Linked DNA regions of Mus musculus: all the other regions are linked to region 4. Evidence: chromatin contacts called from public HiChIP or PLAC-seq, Micro-C and promoter capture Hi-C data. All regions are on one chromosome and are shown on one strand. Each heading gives the region's core, a stretch centred on a gene start, on an enhancer-like site or on the middle of the called end of the contact. The rest is flanking DNA. Distances are from core to core; before and after follow the strand shown. Region 1 holds the start of Neurog3 (neurogenin 3). Region 2 holds the start of Tacr2 (tachykinin receptor 2). Region 3 has its middle 22 kb from the start of Fam241b. Region 4 holds the start of Macroh2a2 (macroH2A.2 histone). Region 5 holds the start of Tspan15 (tetraspanin 15). Region 6 overlaps Tspan15 (tetraspanin 15). Region 7 has its middle 21 kb from the start of Mir7662.

Region 1 (3,206 bases), core at 647-3,146, 350 kb after region 4:
ACTTCCTTCTGGGGACTTGGCTTTTCCATCTGTAAAAAGGGCCTTACGCCTCCATTCCTGGGACCAGAAGACACTTGCTTGAAGCAAGGCACAACCTAAAGGAAGGCCTACTAGCAGGAGATAGAACCTGAGGACCCAGTTCACAGGAAGGTCTACCCTTGCCTGCAGATTCAATTTCTCTGCAGTAGGGAAGGAATTCCCTCCTCACTCTCGATCATTTTAGGGATAGTGTTATGCCCCCACCCAATCCTACCACCTCCCCTCCTGCTGAGTGCCAAGCAAGCCATCCTCTGCCCAGGGGATTTTGTAGTGCTCCCTCCTCTTCCTTGCAGCCCAGGCGGCCAGTGGTCATCATAGAGTCAAGTCACACACCTACCCCGACCCTGACTCTACGCCTTCAGCCTCCCAGCCAGGGTATGGTCCCTTCTACAATATCCAGGAGCTTCGGAGTTAGAGAACGTACTAGAAAGCTTAGAGTTACTGCCAAGAATCTTTAACTCCCAGCCATAGCTTCCTCCCATGCACATCCTGACTAGAAAGCTGGGGGGGGGGGGAGGGAGGGAGGGAGGGCAGGAGAGAGAGAGAGAGAGAGAGAGAGAGAGAGAGAGAGAGATCAGCGGAAGCCACAACCCCTCACCCTGAGTGACCGGAAACAGAAGACCACGGGGTGTCAGGGACAAGAAGGGCGGGTCTGCAGGGAAGAAAGGACAATGTCTTAAGGCTCACAGGAAAGATTTCCAGATAGCTTAAGATAACCTCTTAAGAGGGACAAACTAGAAGTCTCCCTGCCCTGGGCTCACCCACAGTTCAGGAGTGATGGGGAGGGAGGGGGCGGGAAGGAGTAGGACTAGGTGAAGCTGCTAGTCCTCTCTGGTCTGTGATTGGACAGGGGCACTAAAGGGGGCAGAAAGTAGATCTGCTTTTCTCCCAGGGCCTGCACACGGAGGCATTGAAAAGACAAAAAAGGCTAGCAGAGAACAAGTCCCTCCTTGACCTTTCCCTATCACCTGCCTCTCGGGTCAGGCCTTCCCGATAGCATCCATAGTGGGGCGGGGCGTGATGAGATGCCCCCTCTGCACTCTCTCTACAACCACCCTCGCCTCCGGAATAGAACCCAATGTCTCGGATGAGGACTATGGTGGGGGTTTTCAAGGTCTGGTCTGGGGGCTGGAGGGTTGGATCCCAAGGTGATATTGAACCTGGCCAAGCAATAGTTTCTGAGTAGAAAGGACTTGAGCAGGGACCGTCTCTGGTCACTCTGTCCTCTTTCCCAGGATGGAGTCAGTCTGTGAAACATGGTTGCACACACATTTCCTGACCCAACCCATAGTGGCGGAGAGCTGGATAGCACTTTGAACTAATGGGCGCTCCTCCCAGCTGCCAGCCAAGAAGACACTTGACTCCTTGATCGCTGGTTCATTTAGACAAGCCGTTTCCCTCTCTGAGCCAAAAGACCCCATGTGTAATACTCAAAGAAGAGGCCTTCCTTATATATATATAGGCACCCCCAAACCTCCTTCATGCTACCAAGAAAGGGTCTGGACACATGCCAAAAAGAAAGAGGAAAAGGCAAAGCTCTCCCCAGCGGCCGGACGGGACTCTTCTGGCTGGGCGAGGCTCTTTGAGGAACCGAGAGTTGCTGGGACTGAGCCCGCGACGGGGGAGGCGTGGAGTGGGGGAACAAACAGAGTGCTGCTCCCCTCCCCCGACCCCTGCCCTTTGTCCGGAATCCAGCTGTGCTCTGCGGGTGGGGGTTGTGGGGGGAGGAGCGGGCTCGCGTGGCGCAGCCCCTGGGCCCCCTCCGCTGATTGGCCCGTGGTGCAGGCAGCAGCCCGGCAGGCACGCTCCTGGCCGGGGGCAGAGCAGATAAAGCGTGCCAGGGGACACACGACTTGCATGCAGCTCAGAAATCCCTCTGGGTCTCATCACTGCAGCAGTGGTCGAGTACCTCCTCGGAGCTTTTCTACGACTTCCAGACGCAATTTACTCCAGGCGAGGGCGCCTGCAGTTTAGCAGAACTTCAGAGGGAGCAGAGAGGCTCAGCTATCCACTGCTGCTTGACACTGACCCTATCCACTGCTGCTTGTCACTGACTGACCTGCTGCTCTCTATTCTTTTGAGTCGGGAGAACTAGGTAACAATTCGGAAACTCCAAAGGGTGGATGAGGGGCGCGCGGGGTGTGTGTGGGGGATACTCTGGTCCCCCGTGCAGTGACCTCTAAGTCAGAGGCTGGCACACACACACCTTCCATTTTTTCCCAACCGCAGGATGGCGCCTCATCCCTTGGATGCGCTCACCATCCAAGTGTCCCCAGAGACACAACAACCTTTTCCCGGAGCCTCGGACCACGAAGTGCTCAGTTCCAATTCCACCCCACCTAGCCCCACTCTCATACCTAGGGACTGCTCCGAAGCAGAAGTGGGTGACTGCCGAGGGACCTCGAGGAAGCTCCGCGCCCGACGCGGAGGGCGCAACAGGCCCAAGAGCGAGTTGGCACTCAGCAAACAGCGAAGAAGCCGGCGCAAGAAGGCCAATGATCGGGAGCGCAATCGCATGCACAACCTCAACTCGGCGCTGGATGCGCTGCGCGGTGTCCTGCCCACCTTCCCGGATGACGCCAAACTTACAAAGATCGAGACCCTGCGCTTCGCCCACAACTACATCTGGGCACTGACTCAGACGCTGCGCATAGCGGACCACAGCTTCTATGGCCCGGAGCCCCCTGTGCCCTGTGGAGAGCTGGGGAGCCCCGGAGGTGGCTCCAACGGGGACTGGGGCTCTATCTACTCCCCAGTCTCCCAAGCGGGTAACCTGAGCCCCACGGCCTCATTGGAGGAATTCCCTGGCCTGCAGGTGCCCAGCTCCCCATCCTATCTGCTCCCGGGAGCACTGGTGTTCTCAGACTTCTTGTGAAGAGACCTGTCTGGCTCTGGGTGGTGGGTGCTAGTGGAAAGGGAGGGGACCAGAGCCGTCTGGAGTGGGAGGTAGTGGAGGCTCTCAAGCATCTCGCCTCTTCTGGCTTTCACTACTTGGATCCCTAGCCCTCTCACAGGGCTTAACTAGGCTTCTCATCGGTACCCTTGCTGCTGCGCACAGCAGACATTGGGGGCTGCTCTTCTCTTAACTCTCCTCGGTGCAGCCACATCAAACTCTCGCTCCAAGCATTTGAGAATGGTAGCACTACCTAGTTGGAGACTCCCATACT
Region 2 (3,203 bases), core at 162-2,661, 470 kb after region 4:
TGACAGATATCAGGGTATTGCTGAGCTCAGAAAAGTCACAATAAGAACTGTTTTGATCTGGGCGGCAGTGTTTTACATTTATAATTCCATCCCTGGGGTGGCAGAGGCAGGTGGATCAGAGTTTGAGGCCAGCCTGGTCTATAGAGAAAGTTCCAGAACAGCCAGAGCTACACAGAGAAACCCTGTCACAAAACAAAACAAAACAAAACAAAACAAAACAAAACAAACAAAAAAACCCCAAGAGAATGAAAGAAAAGGGCCTTAGGGTGTGTGGCTTAGCACTGTTTGTATCTTAGAGTGCACCAGTGTCTTTTCCCCATTACAGGGCTCAGAACTAGGGGTGTAGCTCAGTTCATAGAGTGCCTGCCCGGCTCACACCAGTCTCCAGCACTGCTTAAACTAGGCTGAGCGGCTCAAACCCCAGCATTTGGAGGATCAGAAGTTAAGGTAATCCTGATCCAATGGCAAATTTGAAGTCAGCCTGGGCTACATGAGACAGAAAGGCGGGGTGGGGAGGGAAAGAGATTTGAACACCATTTGTCCAAACGCAATTTCTCTCTCTCTCTCTCTCTCTCTCTCTCTCTCTCTCTCTCTCTCTCTCTCTCTCTGTCTCTCTCTCTCTCTTTGGTTTTTTTGAGACAGAATTCTCTGTAGCCCTGGCTGTCCTGGAACTCACTTTGTAGACCAGGCTGGCCTCGAACTCAGAAATCCGCCTGCCTCTGCCTCCCAAGTGCTGGGATTAAAGGCATGAGCCACCACCACCCGGCTCCAAACACAATTTCTCATTTTATACCCAAGGAAGCGGAGGCTTGAGGTGAGAAATGGCCAGGAAGGATTGTCTAGTCAGACAGCAGGTAAGAGGTAACACCTGAGGCCCAGAACCCAGCCCTCATCACTTATCCCACACCCCAACAAATCACCCTCGTACCCCAAGGTATTTCTGAACACTGAGACTTTCTTTTTCACGCAGAGTGAATGGCTTCCCCAGGGTTCCCAAGCCAGCCCGAGTCCCTCGTTCCCAAATGCAAATGCCAGTACGTGAAGCTCCCTGCCGGACAGAATGCAAATACGCAAATACTGAGGTTCATACCCTCTAGGCCACCCCCACCCACACTGTGCCTCGCTCCCCAAGGTCTCTCCCTGCTTCCCAGCAGGTCCTAAATCTTTCAAGAGACAAGGCCCAGCCATCCAAGCAGGGGGTGGAAGGAGGGCGGGAGCAGGCAGCACCTCTGCCAAGGCCCTTGCCTGCCTTTCAGGGAGGAGCTGGGAGCAGCGGCCGAGGGCTGGCAGCATTGGGAGCCTGCACTGCAGAGCTTGTAGACTGCACAGTGGACTTATAGGACTCACGTACTTGCCACACTGTGCACATCTCTCATCTGGGATGTACCCTGAGTAGCCTTAAGAGAGATCTGAATTCCGATTCTGGCTTGTCACCAACTTCCTGAATGCCCGTTGCTGGACACATATTTTCTCTGACTCTCAGCCTTTTGATTTTGGTGTGAAAGATCGGAACCAACCAACCAACGTGTTATCAGGATGCCTCCTGCTCTGAGACTGGAATTTGAGTTCTCCATCTCCACGAGATGCTTGAACAGTCTGCCTGGGACCTTGCTTTCTGCTCAGCCTGACTCATTTCTGCTTGAGCTGTAGGCGTGGTCCCCTGGCTACACGTGTCTGCTTTCCAATCGTCCTCGCCCCCGTAAATCTACACACCCAAGAGGATTTCTCTTCTGTGGTGATTCTAGACGGAACTGCAGGGCCAGACCCTGTGTTCCAGGCCCAGGATCAGCCATGGGGGCCCACGCCAGCGTTACCGACACCAACATCTTGTCTGGCCTTGAGAGTAACGCAACAGGCGTTACAGCCTTCTCTATGCCTGGCTGGCAGCTGGCGCTATGGGCCACAGCCTACCTGGCCCTGGTGCTGGTGGCTGTAACAGGCAACGCCACAGTCATCTGGATCATTCTGGCCCATGAGAGAATGCGCACGGTCACCAACTATTTCATCATCAACCTGGCCTTGGCAGACCTCTGCATGGCGGCCTTCAATGCCACCTTCAACTTCATCTATGCCAGTCACAACATCTGGTACTTCGGCAGCACCTTCTGCTACTTCCAGAACCTCTTTCCTGTCACAGCCATGTTCGTCAGCATCTACTCCATGACCGCCATCGCCGCTGACAGGCAAGAGCGGGCGTCGGGGAAGGGGACGGGTGTCTTGATGGGGGAACATCCCAGGGAACTGTGTAGCAGTTTTGGTTCATAGCAAGAAGACAGAGGGATGTGGAGCCAAAGCAGGGAGCGTCAGATTAGACACAGAATGGCTTCCCCCTAGGAGCTTGCTCAATCGAGGCTGGAAAGGAAAATGCTCCCAGAGACTTTTGAAGTGTGGGTCTTCTCATCTTGCTCTCATCGTATGAGGAAATTTGCCCATGTTGCTTTTGTATATAGAAAGAGGTGGAATGTTACATGAAGTTAGAGTGTTGCATCTAAGTTATAACAATGCTTTTTTTTTTTTATGATTCCAGCCAGGAAAAAGGGGGGGGGGTCACCAACAGTGATCTTTAAGGAGTGGGCTGAAGATGGGGTGAAGGAAGATCACCTTCTTTTGTGGGAACTTCCGGGACAGGCAGGGCTGGGCTAAGGGGAGGGGGAGCAGGATCGGACAGAGAGGCAATAAGATGGGGTGAGGCAAAGACACAAGAAGTACAGGGGGGACAGGGCCATGAGCCCCTCTGTCGCATAGAGTTCGGTTAGTCTTCCAGACCCCCCACCTCCCCTAACTTCCCCAGAAACCTTCACCCACGGCCTCTCACTGCTGAACGATAGACTTTTTAAATGGAGTTCTCGGAGATTTCCTTTGAGACAATGTTTTCTACTCATTGAGAATGAAGTTTGGGGCTGCAAATGTAACTGGAACGTAACTCAGTAGGCAAAGGACTTGCTTGGCTGGGTTTGGTCCCCCAGCACTACATAAGTCAGGTGTAAGAGGGTGATGTGTTCCTGTAATCCCCACACTCAGAGGCAGTGGAAGGAGGATCAGAGTGGCCAAGCTCATCCTAAGATCCTAAGCTACATAGCCAGTTGCCACAATCAAAAAAAGGTTAGAACACCATTCATATGGGTCCAGCTTCTAACCTTACACACAAGGTCCCCGAGGAGTCAGGATAAGTAGGATTTAAGGTCAGCCATGGAGTTAGGGCA
Region 3 (3,350 bases), core at 719-3,218, 310 kb after region 4:
TGGTGGTGTGGAACATTTCTTGTTGTTTGTTTTGGTTTGCTTTGCTTTTGGTTGGTTGGTTGATTGAGACAGGCTCTCATGTAGGCCAGGTTAGCCTCAAACTCAACATGTAGCAGAGGATGACTTTGAACCCTGATCTCCTGCGTCCACTTCTGAGTTCTAGGACTTCAGGCACACAGCACCACACTAAGCTTGTGCACTGCAGAAGATGGGGGCCCAGGGCTTCATGCATGCTGGGCAAGCATTCTACCCAACCTAGCTATGAGCTCAGCCCAGCAATCCTGTATTTAACACCAAGCATCTTTTCTTCCCAGGCTGGTCGAATCCTCTCCTGTCTTTTGACATCTTACAAGAAGAGTCCTGGCTTAGTCTGAAGACTCCAAGAAAAAATACCAGGCACGCCATTCAAACCTTCAAAGAGCCCAGCCTTGGCCCGTGCCATGACTCATGGTTACTCCTGATTCCATGGAAGAGCAGAGCCTCTACACCTGTATAACACCATTGGGGCAGCAAGAGATCCTGTTGGGCTCAGCTGGTGCCAAGCTCCTGAGAGCTCCTTGAAACTTCTGACCTGGTATAACAGTACAGCCTGGGTCAGCAGTTATGACTTAGTCCTCATGGCTCCCGATGATCTGATGCAACAACCATCAGCTTCTCCTGGCCCCTATGCCCTGTGGTGGAGCTCAGGAAGAGGCATCTGCCATCTCGGGCATGCTCACAGAATGGCAATGAAAACCGGGAAAGACACGCCCTATGGATGCTGGATATGTACATGGAAGAGAAATGGCTTAGGTACCAGACACAGGGGCAGAGTAAAGGGGACAGTCACACTGGAGTGTTCCCAGGGTCTGGGCTGCTGAGAGGATAGTCAGAACCCAAGTACAGGCTTCCACCCAAGCCTGCCCATCCTATATCTAAAAGGGTCTCCAAACTTCTGGTGTGAACTCCAAGGTCCCTACGCAGAGCTTCTGAGGCAAGCTGGGCATGCCAAGGCCCTGGTGAGCGTCCTCCATGATGGCTTGGTTCTGGGATCCTGGTGGGTCACATGACTTGGTCTTTTCTGAATCCCTAGCCCTCCCTATGACCCTCCTGGTTAAAAAGAAGGTTCTCCCCGACCAGAAAACCCATTGTTTGCTCTCCTGGGTTATGTCTGCAAAGGTCCATGATCCAAGGACAGGCAGAAGACCCAGGCAGTACTGTTAAACCAGGTCGGAAGTTTCAAGGAGCCCTCAGGAGCTTGGCACGAGCTGAGCCCAACAGGGTATCTTGCTGCCCCGATGACTTTATATAAGTGTGGAGGCTCTGCTCTTCCATGGAATCAGGAGTAACCATGAGTCATGGCACGAGCCAAGGCTGGGCTCTTTGAAGGTTTGAATGGTGTGCCTGGTGTTTTTCCTTGGAGTCATCCCAGGGCACATTCACTGAGCTTTTAATTCTGTCTTTTAGAAAAACAGAGTCTCCCTATGTAGCACAGGCTAGTCCAGAACTTGCTGTGCAGGCTAGCCTTGACTCCTGATCCTTCTGCCCCAGCTTCCCGGGTTCTAGGATTACAGGAGTGAGCCACAGAGCTGTGTTTACCATTTCCTTTAGAATCCATGAGAACTGAAGGGCCCAGGGACTCTCCTGGCTCTCAGAGCTACGGAGCTCAGTCAGTTGGATCCAGAGCTCCAGGCTGAGCTGCTGGTATATCTGTGTGTCCTCCATGGGTCCCCTTCCTCCCTTTGAGTCTGTTTCCCAGCCCTTTCCCGTCTCTCCGTTAGCTCTGGCTTGTTCCTCTCCTTCATCTGTTTCCTGCCCCGGGGTACAAAGCACAGGGGATCAGAATGGTGGCTTGGTAGTCATTCTTCCCTGAACTTCAGGGCCGCACCAGGCTGAGAGATCCCATCTGAAGATCCTAGGCTAACCTGATGGATCTGAGCAATAGATCTCTGAGCAATCGATCTCTGCTCTAGCTGATTTCACAGAGGCAGCCACAGCCCAGCAGCAGCCTCCCTCCCACAGCCCAGCCACAGCCCAGCAGCAGCCGCCCTCCCACAGCCCAGCACTGCCAATTCCAGCGACCGCCCACCACTCCCATCAGGGCATCTTAAACTCTTTCCTCTCATGATTCCCTTCCTGGATAGGGTGGGTTTGGAAGCCCCGTGAGTACATACAGTAATGGCGATGCCAGGACCAGCTGTTAGGAGTCAGATCAACTTTATTTGGGGGTGATTCAAAGCTTATATAGTTTGGGGGATAGAAAAGTAGGGGTATCCAGGATGGGCTGAAGGCTTAAGATTCTGAGATGCCTCATTAGCACTGGGAAGCATTTCAGGAATCTCAGACCCTAGCTGAATGGGTTCTTATGGGGGAAGGAAGTTGAACCTGTAATCTGAACCAAGGCTTTGTGACATCCTGCAGGTAGAGGCATGTGGGGGCTAAGGTCAGAGAAGGGAGCCCTGTTAGTAAAAAATTAAATATGCATTGAACCCAGAAGGCTATCTGGACAATGGTAGACTTCAACTTTAACTAGCAGGGATTTCCCACACTGGGCATGTAGCATATAATACAAATAGAACATATAGGTATATAATATATAATACAAGTCATTCAAACATCTGCTGATAAGGAGTTATAAAAATATCTTAAAACAATTCTTCAAATGCATGTCATTTTAATATTTATTAAAGATGAAAGAAAATGTACACACAGAAGTGCCTGTTTGTTTTACATAAGGAATTAAATTTTGGCAGTGCAGGACAATATAAGATTCTAGTTCTCTGGAAAGTCAGTTATGTGAAATGTTTCACTGGGACACACAGGGGAAAGGATGTCTTGCTAAAGCAGACACAGGGGAAAGACTGTATGCTCTCCTGAAGCAGACACAGGAGAAAGGATGTTTTGAAGAACAGACATGGGAAAGACTATTTCCTGAAGCAGATGCAGGTGAAAGGATGTTTGGATGTAGCAGATACGTGAAAAGACTCTTGATGAAAGAGTATAAATATGACCCCACAGACAGTGGGAAAGCACTGAGCCTTGGTTTGGTTTGCTCCGCCTTGCTATTGTTTGCTAAAGACAGGATATATTGGTTCGCCTTGCATAGGATTGTTGAGCTCAACTTGTGGTAATGTTGCCATTGAGAGAAACTTGCCCGAGAACTGCACGTGAGGTTCCTGTGGCAGCTTGGCACTTATGTGGCCTTGCCTCAGGCTGGTTGGCAAGCCTGACGGTTTCTTCGGGATTAAACTACAGCTGCCTGGTATCTGCTTGCTGAAAGGACTGGACTGTAGCTGCTGGTTCGTGCCTGGTGTCGTCTGCCTGCCTGCCTAGAGGACTGGTCTGCAGCTGCAAAGTTGTGTTTGGTATTT
Region 4 (3,064 bases), core at 202-2,701:
TAATTTGTTTTGAGACGTTAAAAGCAAAGACATTTTACTCTGAATAAGGTTTTCTCTCCCCCCCAACCCCCCACTGAACAGTTTTATTTCAACATAAACAGACGCTGAACCAGGGCTGCTGTTCTCCATAGGATTGATCGCGCCTGGGGCCTCCTGGGGTGTATGGCTTCTTGCTGTGATTTCCCCTGAAGCCAGCTCACCTGGAGAACTGCTTCAGTTGCTCCAGTCTGGGCAACCTGAGCCCAGTTCCCAATGAGTGCGTCCACTCTTTGGTTTTTTTCACTGGCCCCTTTCCCACTTTCCTCATCCCAAGAGAACCACGGCCCAAACGCTGCAGTAATGGCCAGGCCTAAATCAGGCCCACCCGTGGCTCATTTGAAGCCCAGGCACCATCAGTAATGCTGAACTCGTGAAGAAGGAGGTTCAATTGGCGTTTGGTGGCGGGGGTGGGGTTCGATGCCCCTTTGGCCATTGTTGAGAGGAACAAAGAGGGCAGGAGCTAAGGGCGCCCCCATGAGGAAAGGCGTGGAAAGCCACTCTGGGGAGCCATCCTAGGCTAGCGGGGCTGGAAAGCGGTGCACCTGGATGGCGCTCTGGCAACCGGGGAGGCAGGGCTGATTTCTACCCGCGGCAGCGGCTGCCGCCTTTCCCTGACTTGACTTTGATCCCCCTCTTCTTGATATTGTTACTATTATTTTTGTTATTTTCCCGCGCAAATTAAGCAGCTGGGACCGGTAGGGCGAGCCGCTCAGGGGCCGCCATTTGCCGGTGGAAGCACCGATCGCCCCGGAAAGGGAACCCGAGGGGAGTGCTCGGCCTCAAGTCCTCCTCCGCCCGCGGCTCCCGCAGCATCCCGGCTCCGCGCCCGCGCCGCCCCGGCGTCTCTGCGTCCTCCTCCATTGTCAGCCCCGCGCCCAGCTCGGCACCCCGGAGGCCCTGGTCGCGCGCCCTCGGCCCTTGCGAGCCAGCGTCCCCCTCCCGGTTCCCTCGGCGCCCGGGCGCCTCCCTCCTCCCTCCCCCGCTCCCCGAGCTCCGCATCCAGGGCTCCCGGCACCGCCAGCCTGGCCGCGGGACCCCGCATTTCGGCATCCTCCCTGCTTGGCCCAGGGTGCCCCGGCCCCTCGCCAGCGGCGGGCATCGCGCGGCGTCTTCGGCAAACCCCCCTTTTATCTCCCGAGGAAGCAAGTTGGGCAGATCGATTTATTAATTTCTGTGGCAGAGGTGGGTCGGTGACCGGGGTGCGCCCTCAGGGCTGCAGCGGGGAGGCGCCGTGGCTCCCTTCGGCCCCTGCACTGCCCGGACAAGAGGGTTTTGTTTCCAGACCCCCGGCGCCCCCCGAAACAATGATGCCATGGGCATGGCGGGCTCACCTGGTGCTGCACCGCGGGCTCCGGGCGCCCGGTGGCCTAGTGCGCGCCAATCCCGGCCGCAGGTTCGGCCCGCGTGCCGCCGGTGCTGGGCAGGACCCTGCCTTTCTTGGGGTTGTATCTGTGCGTGTCAATGGCGGCAAGCGGCAGTTCTCCGGGCCGCGGATAGTAGCGGGGGGAGGAGGAGGAGGGAGAAGGGATTGCTCCTTCTCCACATAACCACCTCTAGGAGGAGTCGCTCAGCCTCATCCCCCGCCAGCCCAGGCTCCGCGACGGGTCCGGGGGCTTTCGTGGGGCTTGATGAGCTATTGTCCTTCTGCAGTGGAACCACAGGGCCAGTTCGCGGAGCTGTCGGCTGCGAGGACACCGCTTCCCTAGAGCCCGGCACGGAGGCCTTGTGGTCACCAGCCACAGGCTCCAGATAGCTCGACCCACCTTTGCTGGGCGAAAGAGGTGTGGGCGTTCATCTGCCCATTACGGGATGAGAAGGTGAACGAAAAAAAAAAAAAGCAAGCCACGTTGGATGCAGCCCTGATCTGAAATTACCAAACACGTTACTGTGTCGCGCACGGCGCCGAAGGAACCGAGAATTTATTCTGGTGATTCGCTAGTAGTGATGGAGATCCAGATGTGCTTCCTGGTGGATGAAGACCATGTGCCCCGGCATCATTTAAAAATTGGATTGCGTTAATTTGCCATCTCCCGACGGTTATTGAGGTTAAGCACAAAGAGAGTGTCTAAAGAAGCAATTTTTTGTATTAGTTTCTGGAAAATTCATTGTGATGGCGGTGCAGTGGACAGTATCAGGTGACACTGGGCGCGTGTAGTTGTTTGGTCCCTGATGAAAAACCACGTTGTCTTTTGTACTGTGAACCCTGTCAAGGGCACATGGCTCTAGGGCCAGTCACCGTAAGCATTCAGTTGAATGGACGGTCCATGGTGCCTCAGATTTTTTCCTGCATGAATCAGAGGACTCTGGGAGGAAACCTTTTGATTTCTGCAAAAAAAAAATAAAAAATAAAAAATAAAAAATGTGAAGCCGAGATCTTTAGCATTGAGCGAATGGACTTTGCCCAAACCCGTGACCTTTTGTATGTGTGCTCGCTGCCACAAACTAACTGTACTTGTATCTATGTACACAGTGGGGGACTTTGGGGGTCACCGAAGACCTGTGATTGCCTGGGTGGAGAGAAGTTAGCTACTCAACCACCCTCGCCATTTTATCAGGCGGGCCGCTGGCATTTATAGACCAGTGCTTTCCATTGAGAATGTGTATTTTAAGCTTGAGTGTTTTGCTGAGAACCAGCCATGTCTTTTGCTCTCCCTGCAAACCATGCATGGTTCATTCTGCTGTAAACGTATCTCCCATAATGGGGACCCCACAGTATGAGAGAGAGGACAGCCAGCCCTGAGGCTCCTGCAGAAGCCCTTGATGCTCTCTGGGGATGACCCTCCTGTCTATTGTTTTGGAAGTCTTTGCCAGGCCAGAAGCCCACCTCTTTGCAGAGATGTGTGTTTAAAGGATTTCAAATGGCCGCCTGAGATGTCTCTTGGTGGCATTTCTGCACATTCCTAGAGGGAGTGCCCATCTTTCTTAGTAAAAGTAAAAAACAAACAAACAAAAAAAAAATCAAAAAACAAAAAAAAAACTTCAGGCCAGCATTCAGGATAGTTCTAGCACCTTGTAGGAGAACTTG
Region 5 (3,301 bases), core at 612-3,111, 450 kb after region 4:
AAGAAATGCAGTAAGGAGCTGAGGAAGAAGAGAAGAAAGACAAAGGGAGAGAAAGTAGAGGAAGGGAGGGAAGGAGGGAGGACCTTATTTTCAGGGGACCCTTTGGGATCTCTGGACAAGCCTATCTACATACACACTTCTGTAGAGGTAAACACAGGGCCAACCTGTGGAAAGATATCCTCGTGTCTAGACTGAAGTCCAGTTATTCTAAAATGCCCTGATAAGCCAGGGGTAGTGGCACACCCCTGTGATCCCAGTACCCAGTGTGTGGGAGGTACAAACAGGAGGATCCAATGTTCAAGGTCATTGTCAGCTACACAGTGAGTTTGGGACCAGCCTAGATGACATGAGACCCTGTGGGGGGAAATGTCCCTGGGGACCTTTTAGCTTATACCATTCACAGGCAAAGATTCTTGCCCATAATAACATTAATGGTGCCAGACATGGTGTCTTACAACTGTAACTCCAATACTTGGAAGGCTAAGGCAGGAGGATTACTGAGTTCAAGATTAGCCTGGACTATTTAGTGAGTTCTAAATCAACCAGAAATGCATAAGATGCTGTCTCAAAACAAATAAGCAAACACACACACACACATATACACCACCACCAGCTAGACTAAGCTATAGTAAGACCCTGTCACAACAATAACTACAACAATAATAATAGGTGCCTTTAATGCCAGCACTTGGGTGACAGAGGCAGTTACATACAGAGGCCCTGTCTCTAAAAAAAACCCAAAAAACAATAGCAATAACAATAAATACTAATAATTATTATTTATTGTTAATGTTTTTATAATTATAATATAATAATTATATTATTACTATCTCCCCCCTTTTTTTTAGCTCTCTGTGGCCTCATCTTGGCCTGCGTTATTTTACTTCCACAACCATCCAAGTGTTTAATAACTACTGTCTCCAACTACAGATGAGAAAACTATGGTCAGAGAAATGAAGGAACTTTCCAGACCATTCAGCTAGGAAGTGGCGGGTAGTATTCAAAGCCTGGTTGTGCGCAACCAATGCCATCCTGATCCTCTATGGGCAATGCCAGACCTCATGAAAATAGCAACACCATCCAGGAGCCGCCGGGTTGTCAAGTGGAATGCCGCACTCCAACAAGAAAGCATTTCCTTCCAACAAGGAAGAAAGCAAGATGCCCAAGAGAAACATCTTGGTCAGAGGAAAGGCACAGGCAAGTAGCAACAGGGGCCAGACTTGGAATCCAGGTGGCCACAAGCACAAAAGCTGCCCACCTTTGGCCAGGCTGTGGAGAGTCACACCCTGAAGGCGTGGTGGGCGCAGTCAACAACGTACCCGCGCCCTACACAGCAGCCAGAGGATGCACAGCAGACTCGGCTGGCGAGCCGGACCCCATTAGGTAGGAGCTCAGCAGCATAGGTGAACAAAGTGGCGTCCTGTGGGCAACAGGGCTCGAACGCTGAGGACTGACTGGGCTGCTGGAACCGAGCAGAGCTGGGGCCGCCAAGGTATCCCGGTTCCCAGGGAAGTGGTGCGAGAAGCCCTCCCGCACTCCCGGCGGCCTCTCTGAGTGGCTGAAGCTGAACCCAAGCCTGGGTCGAGTGTTAGGGGGCCATCGAAGGAGTGTGGACCGTCCCATACCCCACCCCGACCCCGGCTCCACGGGCTCCATCACTCACCCAGAACACGGTGGAGTAGATGATGAGAGAGAACTTGAGCCAAAGATAGGAGAAGCGCGCGCAGTAGCGCACCTGCTCCGAGTCCCCGCGAGGCATCTTGGCTCCCGCGCGGGGCTGCGGGGCTGCCTCGATCCGGCCACCGCTCCAGGCCCCACCTGCGGCTGTCCCGCGGCCTGGCCCGCCACCCGCGCTCTCTCCCTGGACTGACTCAGGCGCGCCGCAATCACCGCTCGGGCCAGGGAGCGGACAATGCGGGCAGCCAATGGACGCGAAGGGGCGTGTCGGGGGCGTGTCGCGCTGTCGGGGCGTTGTTTCTATTCTAGGGGCGTGGCTTAGGCTACAGTGGACCGGGTGAGAGAAGGGGGCGAGACTCAAAAAAGGAGCGCTCCTGTGCATAGATCCTGTCCTCGATTTGTATCTCAGCGTGGGAGCGTGTGGCCTGGAGAGGCGCAGGAGTAAGGGCGAGCGTGCCCAGTTCTGTATTAGAAAACAGGGTGCTCGCACTGTAGTTCAGTGATAGAGGACTGCCTAAGAGCCTGAGTTCCTAAGTACCGTCAAAAATAAGGCTGGCTTTCCACGGGTGTGATTGAATACTGCGAGAAAGGACAGCGACAGTGGAGACAGTTAGGAGGAGGCAGAGACAGGCGGATCTATGTGAGTAATCTGGTCTGCACTGTGAGTTCCAGGACATCCAGAGCTACTCAGTGAGATCCTGTCTCGAAAACAAACAAACAAACAAACAAGCAAAACAAAACAAAACAAAATACCAAGTGTGTTGTTGTTGCAGTTACATCCTAGCGCACACCTTTGATACCTTGCATTCAGGAGACAGAAGCAAGTGGATCCCTGAGTTTGAGGGCAGCCTGGTCTACATAGCAAGTTTCAGGCCAGCCAAGGCTGTGTGACACTCAGTCTGAATAAAACACAAAACAAAAACAGCAAGTGAGTGTGTAAGAGTGATGGTCACATCCTGGAAGGTCACCAGTCCAGGGTGTTCCATTGGAGCAGCAGACTTCCGGAGACAGATCTGCCCCAGGCTCGTCAACCAGCTGACCATGGAAATTCCCTTTTGCCCTCCAACTCTGCTCCCAAAAAAAAAAGTTCTTCTCCCAGAAAATCCTCTTCTAGGACCTTCTACAAACCTAGTCACTACTCACTCACTCAGCCAGGGTCTGACCTCCCTCCAGCCTTCCCTTGGTGGGCTGGGCCACAGGTAGCTATGAATCGTTTTTCCTTGGTAAATGTTCCCAGCTGTCTTCTGTTGTTTTCCTGTCTCCGGCCTAGCCTGACTCTGTGCAGAGCCTGAGAACCAGACAGTCTGTGTTTGTGACAATCGGTAATTAAATGCATAGCTGCTAGTCAAAAGCTCTGAAAGTTCTGGTGGTGAATCTGGAAATGGCACCTGTAGACAAGTTCCCTGGGCTGAGAGGGGGGGAGTGTTCAGGAGGTGGGCAGGTCAGGTGCTAATCCTGGTATTTCTACTTAGAGAGAGAGAGAGAGAGAGAGAGAGAGAGAGAGAGAGAGACTGTCTGAATGTCATTGAGTCTGTGGGTGCTCTTGCATCCAAAGGAGATGTTGGATTTCTTGAAGCTGAAGTTATAGGTAGTGAGTGGTACGCCAACAGACGTGGGTACTAGG
Region 6 (3,097 bases), core at 244-2,743, 410 kb after region 4:
AGGATGCCCAGTAAAAGGCCCGCCATGATGGTATAGTTGTCCATGAACCATATCAACACGGCGTTGGTGCAGCCCCGCACGTGAATGATGTTCTGTGCATTCAGGCGCTGTGCGGGAGGAGGGAGAGGATCAGCGGCATGGGAAGGTGGCCCTGGGTTCTCTAGTGCTGCTCCCGAGATGGCACTGGGGACACTGTGGTAGTGCTCTGGTGGTGAGAACTGCTGGGAACTGGCAGAGTGTGCCTGCATGCCTCCCAGATGCCACCCAGGGCTGCGCACTGTTACCTGAGCCAAAAGCCTACTCCAGGTATATGTGGAGGGAAACCCTACATGGTTTTAATGTACAGTGAAGCTTCTAGAATTACTATGTTACATTCTCCTCCCACGAGTGGACAATCCCTTGCCATGAAACTGTTTCATGTACAAATTATTAAAAACATCATCATTTGAAACTTTGTTCCATGTACAAATTATTAAAGACAACGCCATTTGTGGATGGCGCTACCCTCTTGAACACATGAGTAGGACTAATCGGACCCACTGGGTTATTAAAAGAAGAAAGAAAAAAGACTGGGCACAGTGATTCCCACCTTTAATCCTAGTGCTCACTCAGGAGGCAGAGGCAGGGGAATCTCTGTGAGTTTGAGGCAGCCTAGTCTACATAGCAATTGCAGGTCAAACGGGGCTACATAGACTTGTCCAGAAAGCCGAGGCTGGGAGCCACCCAAGGACTTTCTCTTCCCCAGGAATTCCTGAGTCCCAGGCAGGTAGTACCAGTGTGAGCTGTCAACAAACTGCAGGGCTGGGCAGGCAGCATGGGAGGAGCCCTGGACACGATATCTCACTCAGCTAAGCCTGCCTGGAGCAGGGACTCAGCAAACCTGGCCAGATGACCTCCCCTGGCTCCCTGGGTCCTTCTGTGAGTGACAGCCAAGGAGAGCTGGGAAATCTGAGTAGCCAGGAGCCCTCTGCTAGAAACCCTCTATTAGCTGAGGAGTAGGACAAAGGGAGCACCATCTGGGAACAAAGGGAGCACCACTTCTGGGGACAAGAGGAGCACCATCTGGGAACAAAGGGAGCACCATTTCTGGGGACAAGAGGAGCACCATCTGGGAACAAAGGGAGCACCATTTCTGGGGACAAAGGTTTTCCAGGCTGTTACCTCCTTGTCGATTGTTTTGTAGCCACACATGGTGTTGACAACATCTGTCTGAAACAGAAACACATCGGTCACGATTCTATAGGCTGTAATCTGAAGGGCTCACAGAAGAGCCAAGGGCTGGGTATACAGTCTGGCGGGTACAGATGGAGCTGAGATCTCCTGCCACCAGGATCAGGCTCCAGCCTGTATCTTAGTGACCACCTCCAGGAAATGCCCCAGTGAAGAACCATGGGTAGGCCCCCTCCCTGGGGGTTCATGTGAGGGTCACCCCTCCACCAGCAGCAGTCTAAGCTCTTAGCCGGAGGCACCCCCATGGCTCCCCGTGGCTGAGCCATGCTGTTCCCATTTTACTGGCTCTCAGAGAGGAACTGCTCAAACCACAACTGGGCCCCTGCCAGCTGTGGTTTACCTGAGGGCAAGGTTGGGTCACTGGCCACGCTCCCCTGCCCCTTCAAAGCTGGCTTCACCATCAAAGAGCCACAGAAGTTCCTCTCTGAAAGAAGGGCCGCTCTCCAGAGCTTTTATCCCTGGAGACGCAATGACTGGGCTCTAGCCCCCATCAAATTCCTTCCCAGGTAGGCCCCAGGACAATGCCCACCACTGCGTGGGCCCTGCTTGGTCCCAACCTCAGCCACAGGGGAGAGGTAGAACCTCAGGCCCAGCCCGGATCCAGCCTGGGTCCCTGCAGTGACAAGGGAGGGGAGCAGCAGAGGACCCCAGCTCTCACAGGGCACCTTCACTTGGTGATGTTCCAGACTCTGGGTGAGGCCCTACCCACGTGTACCCCATTTTCATGGTTACAGGCTGGGGTGGTAGGCACAGCTGTTGAAACCATCAACAAGAGACTTTCCAGGAGAGTAAATATGTATATGAATGGTGTATGTATGGTGTGTGTGCTGTGTTGTGTGCGCTGTGTTGTGTGTTGTGTGTGTGTGTGTTGTATGTGTGGTGTGTGTGTGCTATGTTATGTGTGTGTGTGGTGTGTGTGTGTTATGTTTGTGTGATGTGTGTGTGTGGTGTGTGTTATGAGTGTGTGCGCGTGTGTGTCGTAATTGCCAGGCTTTTCTGCTCCAGTCTCAAAACTGGGCAGTTCCTGACATACTTGTCACACATCAGGGCTGACAGGCGGTGACCTCACAGCTCAGCATCCCAGATGACTGGGAGGTGACAGCTGAGAGGCTCCCACTGGGGAAAGTGGAGGCTGGCATTTACATTACCGCATGCCGCTGCCCAGGGCTCTGCTGCCAGTGCTCACAGCACCTGCACTGTACTCTGCCTCCAGTGACTGGGTAGAGCCTGCTGCACCTGCCGGGCACTCTGGCTCTCTGTTGCTGGGAAGAGCCCTGCCAACCTTGGGCAAGTCCCCCTAAGTGGCTAAAGCAACACTACCCCAATTGAGACCCTCCAAAGCTGTTGTAAGAACCAAGTAACTACAACCAAAGCGCCTGGGCCAGGCCCACACACGCACACGCTCACTGACACACTCCCAGAGGAAGCTGCCCACTCATCTCCCATTGCTAGGGCCCCTGGTCTAAGGCAAGCTCAGCCCCGGCCACCACGTCCCACCCACTCCCACTGCCTGCTCCACTTGGGCAGAGTGAGAGCAGTGTTTGGCAAACTGGGTGACCCTCACATCCAGCACCCATGCAGTTACCGTGTTCCTGATGCAGCAGGTGTAGGGCACCCCGCAGGCCAGGGGCCCGGGGGCGCTGCAGTCATGGTACTGGTTTTTGCTCCAGTCTCTGTAGTCCTCCCCGCCACAGCACTTGAACTGAGGGGAAAAGCACCAAGGAAGAGCTGTGATCACTGCCAAGGTCAGGGTCATACAGCGGGAAGCAGTGGCTGAGGAGGTGTGTATGTCCGGGGTGGAGGTGGGGATGGAGGTACCAGAGTGGGGGCACCAGGGCCCCATGAGGCCATACTTTATTACGTCAGA
Region 7 (3,402 bases), core at 802-3,301, 390 kb after region 4:
GATCTGGAAGGAGAAGCTACAACAGCGACTTTACTAAGCCAATGTGATCCCTAACTACATATTAAATATGTGTTCCTATGCCTGCAGATACCTGTAGTTCTCACCCCTTGTCAAGGAAATCTCTCTTTGCAACAGATGGAGACCACTACAGAAGACTATAACCAATCAAAATGCAGAGATGTGGAACTCAGTCCCAATGGCTACATCTATAGTACAACTCCTGTACCCAAGGCTCAGGGACCAATATGGAAGAGGAGATGGAAAGATTGTAAGAGCCAGAGGAGCAGGGAGTTTACTGTGAGGTTGTATCACTTAGAAATGTCAAAAGCTACACCCACAAAGTCCCATTAACACAGCTACCATCCCACTTCCATCATTAATCAAGAAGATACTCCACTGGCTTGTCCACAAGCCAATCTGGTGGGGACATTTCCTCGTTGTGGTTCCCTCTTGTCCAATGACTCTAGCTTCTAGTAGGGTAGACAAAATGGCAGGTAAAGATGTTCGTGAAGTGAGACTGACAACTTGAGTTTGATCCCTGAAACCAACATAAAGATAGAAGGAAAGACCTGACTGCACAAAATTGTCTATGGCATGCACTCGAGCACACACATCATCATCATCATCATCATCATCATCATCATCGTGGTGGTAGTGGTCGTCGTCATCATCATCATCGTCGTCGTCGTCATCGTGGTGGTGGTGGTCGTCGTCATCATCATCATTATCATCAATAACAACAACAGCAATTCTTCTAAAAGGAATGAATGATAAGCAGGAGATTTCTGCACTAAGATTCAGGGCTGGACTAGGGATGTGGATCATGGTAGGGGCACTTATTCTCCTTATCCAAGACTCTGGCTCTGATTTTCAGCATCACCGTTGCCAACAAAAGACTTAGGTTTGGAGAGGTCCCTTTAACTGTAGAAATCCTGAGCAGATTCCCTGTCAGGAACCTGCGTCCCACAGTGAAGAGAACACCAAACAGTAGAACAAGGAAGAGGCAACCACCGGGTCCCTGGAAGTCAAGAAAGCTGAGTTAGCTGGCCTTGGCGCATGCATTGAATCTCAGCACTGGGGAAGAGGGCCGGGAGATCTGCTAGTTAGAGTCACCCTCATGATGTGCCATCAAAACACACACAAGGAAAAGCAAAAGAAGAAAGGAGAGAACAAGAGAGTGGGGGAGGGGAAAGGGGAGGGGAAGGGGGACAAGGGAAGGGGGAGGGAGAAAGAGAGGGAGACGGGGAGGGAGAGAACTAAGTCTAAGTCTAACGACTAACCAAGGGAGAGGCTTCCTCAGAGTCAAAGGACTAGCTGTGGGCAGGGAGTCAGAAAATGCTGGGCGCAGCCAGCCACAGTGGATCAGGGTTCTGAGCCAAGTTAGAACCCTTTGGCCCACTGCAGTGGAGCACCAGGAAAGGTGGCAAGAGGGTGTCTAGGGAGCGGTGGCTGCTGCTGTCATTATTTGCCGATTTTGTGTGTGTGTGTGTGTGTGTGTGTGTGTGTGTGTGTGTGAAAACTCCATGTTTCCTGACTGCTTCAGCCCCACACCATTCTCTTAGTCTTCCAACTCTTTCTCCTCCCTAAGAAGCTAACTGGAGACCCTCTGAGAATTACTAGGGACCAGACTTCCCTCCTTGACCATTATGAGAGCAAGGGTAACGTGTGTGTGTGTGTGTGTGTGAGAGAGAGAGAGAGAGACAGAGACAGAGACAGAGAGACAGAGACAGAGAGAGAGAGACAGAGAGAGACCAAAGCCCAGAGAGGTCCCTAAACTGTCCTTGTTCTGGTGGGTGTGGCTTGATCTGAGCTTGGCTCCCACAAGTCCCGCCCATTCCACTCTTTGCCTGAATGCCCCAGGTGGTGGGGGTCAGAGTTGTTCCATCCTTGGGGACTAAGCACTTTGTGGACCACAGTGCCCCCCAAAACCCTCTACATAGTAGATGAAGATACAATGTGCTGATTTGGAGAGGGCACTGGCCCAACAGTTAAAAATCCTGACAGCCAGCCACCCTCCCTCACCCAAGCCTTCTGTCTCAGCCCCGTGTCCTGCAAGAGTCTTCTTTGGACAGACGTGTTCTGGCAGGGGAGAGGGATGTGCTGACGAGCCACAAAGGGGCTCGCTGTGTGGCCTGCAGACTCGGAGCTTTTGAAGGCCGATTTGCTCTGGCTGGGCCTGAGGAAGCCGGAGCTAATTTCCTCCTAAGGGGGTCTGCAGCCCTTCCTCCCAAGGGAGGGAAAGCTGGGGAGGGGGCTGGGCTTGCCTGACCTCTGAGACTGTCAGTCTTTCTCTGCCTCCTCTACCCACCCTCCCACTTCCTTGAAGCCTGGAGCATGAAGTAGATCCACTAAACAACACCTTGAACTCCCAGTTCCCTCTTATGCACTTAGCCTCGAATAAACAAAGTTAAAAGCAACCCTGAGCTAGGAGACACCCGTTGCCCTGGGGAGGTGGAAGGAAGCGTGGGCAGCTTGCTTGATTGCAGCTATTTGAGCCTTTAAAGGCTGAGGTTCAGGAGATGCCCGGGTTTGCTAACCACCCAGATTCCACGCAGGTCCTGACCACCCCAACACCTGCTGAGGCTTCCAAGTGTTGGGTAATTCAAATTATCTCTTTTTAGAATTATTTTCTACTTTCCCCCCCCTAATTTCTAATTTCTAACTTAAAAAAAAAACCTTTATTACATTTAATTAGTTAATTTAGAGTGTGTGTGTGTGTGTGTGTGTGTGTGTGTGTGTGTGGTGTTTGCTCACACATGTGGAGATCAAAGGACAGCTTCTTCTCCCCTATCCTGTAGGTCCTGGTCCTGCGATGGGACTCAGGCTACTAGGATAGCAGCAAGTGCGTCTAGCCGCTGAGCCTTCTACCTCGTCTCCTTATTTTATCTTGTATATCAAATTTAAATAGTAGACTTTCAACAGAGTGAAAAGGCAAAGGGCAGACGTGAGGAGCTGGGGGCTGGCCTCGTGGGGACAGAGGGTTGTGAGGAGCTGCCCTCAGCAGCCTGGAGTCTTGGTTCTCCAAGTCAGGTTCTCTGTAAGAAGGGGCTTGGGGCCTGGAGCTCTGGCCAATGGCATAAGTTCCTTCCGGCCTACATACAGGTCCCCAAGTCCCTAGAGGGGCTTTTTTACTGTCTGCCTGCCTGCCTGCCTGTCCGTCTTTCGGTTGGTTGGTCTCTCTCTCTCTCTCTCTCTCTCTCTCTCTCTCTCTCTTACACACACACACAAGCTTTCTCTCTCTCTCTGACTCTCTCAATCTGTCTCTCTCTGTCTTTGTCTCTCTGTCTCTTTCTCTCTCTTACACACACACACACACACACACACACACACACACTCACACACACACTCACACACACACACACACACACACACACACACACACACACAGAGTCACCAGGTTCC

The links. Promoter capture Hi-C pulls out the DNA fragments that hold promoters and counts their contacts. A called contact is a pair of places that touch in the nucleus more often than the background predicts. HiChIP or PLAC-seq counts read pairs in DNA pulled down with a chosen protein or histone mark.
Region 1: a contact with region 4 is called in a Micro-C map of embryonic stem cells, with 2.7 times the contacts expected there. The contact joins the promoter of Neurog3 here to the promoter of Macroh2a2 in region 4. A contact is called at or near these places in 13 of 39 promoter capture datasets (the 3T3-L1 cell line, the HPC-7 cell line, cranial neural crest and 8 more), 4 of 484 Hi-C or Micro-C datasets (all in embryonic stem cells), 7 of 115 datasets of contacts at active chromatin or transcription factors (acute myeloid leukemia, embryonic stem cells and forebrain) and 1 of 9 other capture datasets (liver).
Region 2: a contact with region 4 is called in an H3K4me3 HiChIP or PLAC-seq map of embryonic stem cells, with 4 times the contacts expected there. The contact joins the promoter of Tacr2 here to the promoter of Macroh2a2 in region 4. A contact is called at or near these places in 10 of 39 promoter capture datasets (the 3T3-L1 cell line, cranial neural crest, embryonic stem cells and 6 more) and 3 of 115 datasets of contacts at active chromatin or transcription factors (acute myeloid leukemia, astrocytes and embryonic stem cells).
Region 3: a contact with region 4 is called in a promoter capture Hi-C map of hippocampal neurons, with 2.5 times the contacts expected there. The contact joins the enhancer-like site here to the promoter of Macroh2a2 in region 4. A contact is called at or near these places in 15 of 39 promoter capture datasets (the 3T3-L1 cell line, 3T3-L1-derived adipocytes, the HPC-7 cell line and 7 more), 1 of 15 datasets of contacts at CTCF or cohesin (the NIH/3T3 cell line), 6 of 115 datasets of contacts at active chromatin or transcription factors (acute myeloid leukemia, astrocytes, craniofacial prominence and 2 more) and 1 of 9 other capture datasets (embryonic stem cells).
Region 5: an H3K27ac HiChIP or PLAC-seq map of embryonic stem cells shows a contact between it and region 4, with 7 read pairs. The contact joins the promoter of Tspan15 here to the promoter of Macroh2a2 in region 4. A contact is called at or near these places in 10 of 39 promoter capture datasets (the 3T3-L1 cell line, cranial neural crest, embryonic stem cells and 6 more), 1 of 484 Hi-C or Micro-C datasets (embryonic stem cells) and 5 of 115 datasets of contacts at active chromatin or transcription factors (astrocytes and embryonic stem cells).
Region 6: a promoter capture Hi-C map of cranial neural crest shows a contact between it and region 4. The contact joins the enhancer-like site here to the promoter of Macroh2a2 in region 4. A contact is called at or near these places in 13 of 39 promoter capture datasets (the 3T3-L1 cell line, 3T3-L1-derived adipocytes, the C10 cell line and 7 more), 8 of 115 datasets of contacts at active chromatin or transcription factors (SST interneurons, astrocytes, differentiating embryonic stem cells and 4 more) and 1 of 9 other capture datasets (embryonic stem cells).
Region 7: an H3K4me3 HiChIP or PLAC-seq map of forebrain shows a contact between it and region 4, with 4 times the contacts expected there. The contact joins the enhancer-like site here to the promoter of Macroh2a2 in region 4. A contact is called at or near these places in 4 of 39 promoter capture datasets (cranial neural crest, embryonic stem cells, frontonasal cranial neural crest and 1 more), 3 of 115 datasets of contacts at active chromatin or transcription factors (differentiating embryonic stem cells, embryonic forebrain and forebrain) and 1 of 9 other capture datasets (embryonic stem cells).

What each region holds. Positions count from the first base shown.
Region 1 is chr10:62,131,194-62,134,399 of GRCm38.p6, forward strand. It overlaps Neurog3 (neurogenin 3), which reads left to right and starts at 1,897. Exons shown (of 2, transcript NM_009719.6): 1 at 1,897-2,134; 2 at 2,269-3,206. The coding sequence starts at 2,270. The coding sequence ends at 2,914.
Region 2 is chr10:62,251,027-62,254,229 of GRCm38.p6, forward strand. Tacr2 (tachykinin receptor 2) reads left to right here and starts at 1,412. Exons shown (of 5, transcript NM_009314.4): 1 at 1,412-2,183. The coding sequence starts at 1,792.
Region 3 is chr10:62,087,258-62,090,607 of GRCm38.p6, forward strand. No RefSeq gene overlaps it. Among named protein-coding and RNA genes, the nearest start is that of Fam241b, 22 kb to the right of the region's middle. Within about 2 kb of position 1,969, at least 12 of the 459 cell types and tissues checked have an H3K27ac peak or open chromatin away from gene starts, as enhancers often do. A contact at or near this core is called in hippocampal neurons, where this site is marked.
Region 4 is chr10:61,782,413-61,785,476 of GRCm38.p6, forward strand. It overlaps Macroh2a2 (macroH2A.2 histone), which reads right to left and starts at 1,452. Exons shown (of 9, transcript NM_207000.2): 1 at 1,371-1,452. It overlaps Gm2137 (basic proline-rich protein), which reads left to right. Exons shown (of 3, transcript XM_006514419.2): 2 at 739-1,221; 3 at 1,690-2,410. The coding sequence ends at 1,860.
Region 5 is chr10:62,229,357-62,232,657 of GRCm38.p6, forward strand. It overlaps Tspan15 (tetraspanin 15), which reads right to left and starts at 1,862. Exons shown (of 8, transcript NM_197996.2): 1 at 1,664-1,862. The coding sequence starts at 1,759.
Region 6 is chr10:62,188,653-62,191,749 of GRCm38.p6, forward strand. It overlaps Tspan15 (tetraspanin 15), which reads right to left. Exons shown (of 8, transcript NM_197996.2): 5 at 2,816-2,932; 6 at 1,162-1,209; 7 at 1-107. Among named protein-coding and RNA genes, the nearest start is that of Mir7662, 4.0 kb to the right of the region's middle. Within about 2 kb of position 1,494, at least 30 of the 459 cell types and tissues checked have an H3K27ac peak or open chromatin away from gene starts, as enhancers often do.
Region 7 is chr10:62,171,155-62,174,556 of GRCm38.p6, forward strand. No RefSeq gene overlaps it. Among named protein-coding and RNA genes, the nearest start is that of Mir7662, 21 kb to the right of the region's middle. Within about 2 kb of position 2,052, at least 29 of the 459 cell types and tissues checked have an H3K27ac peak or open chromatin away from gene starts, as enhancers often do.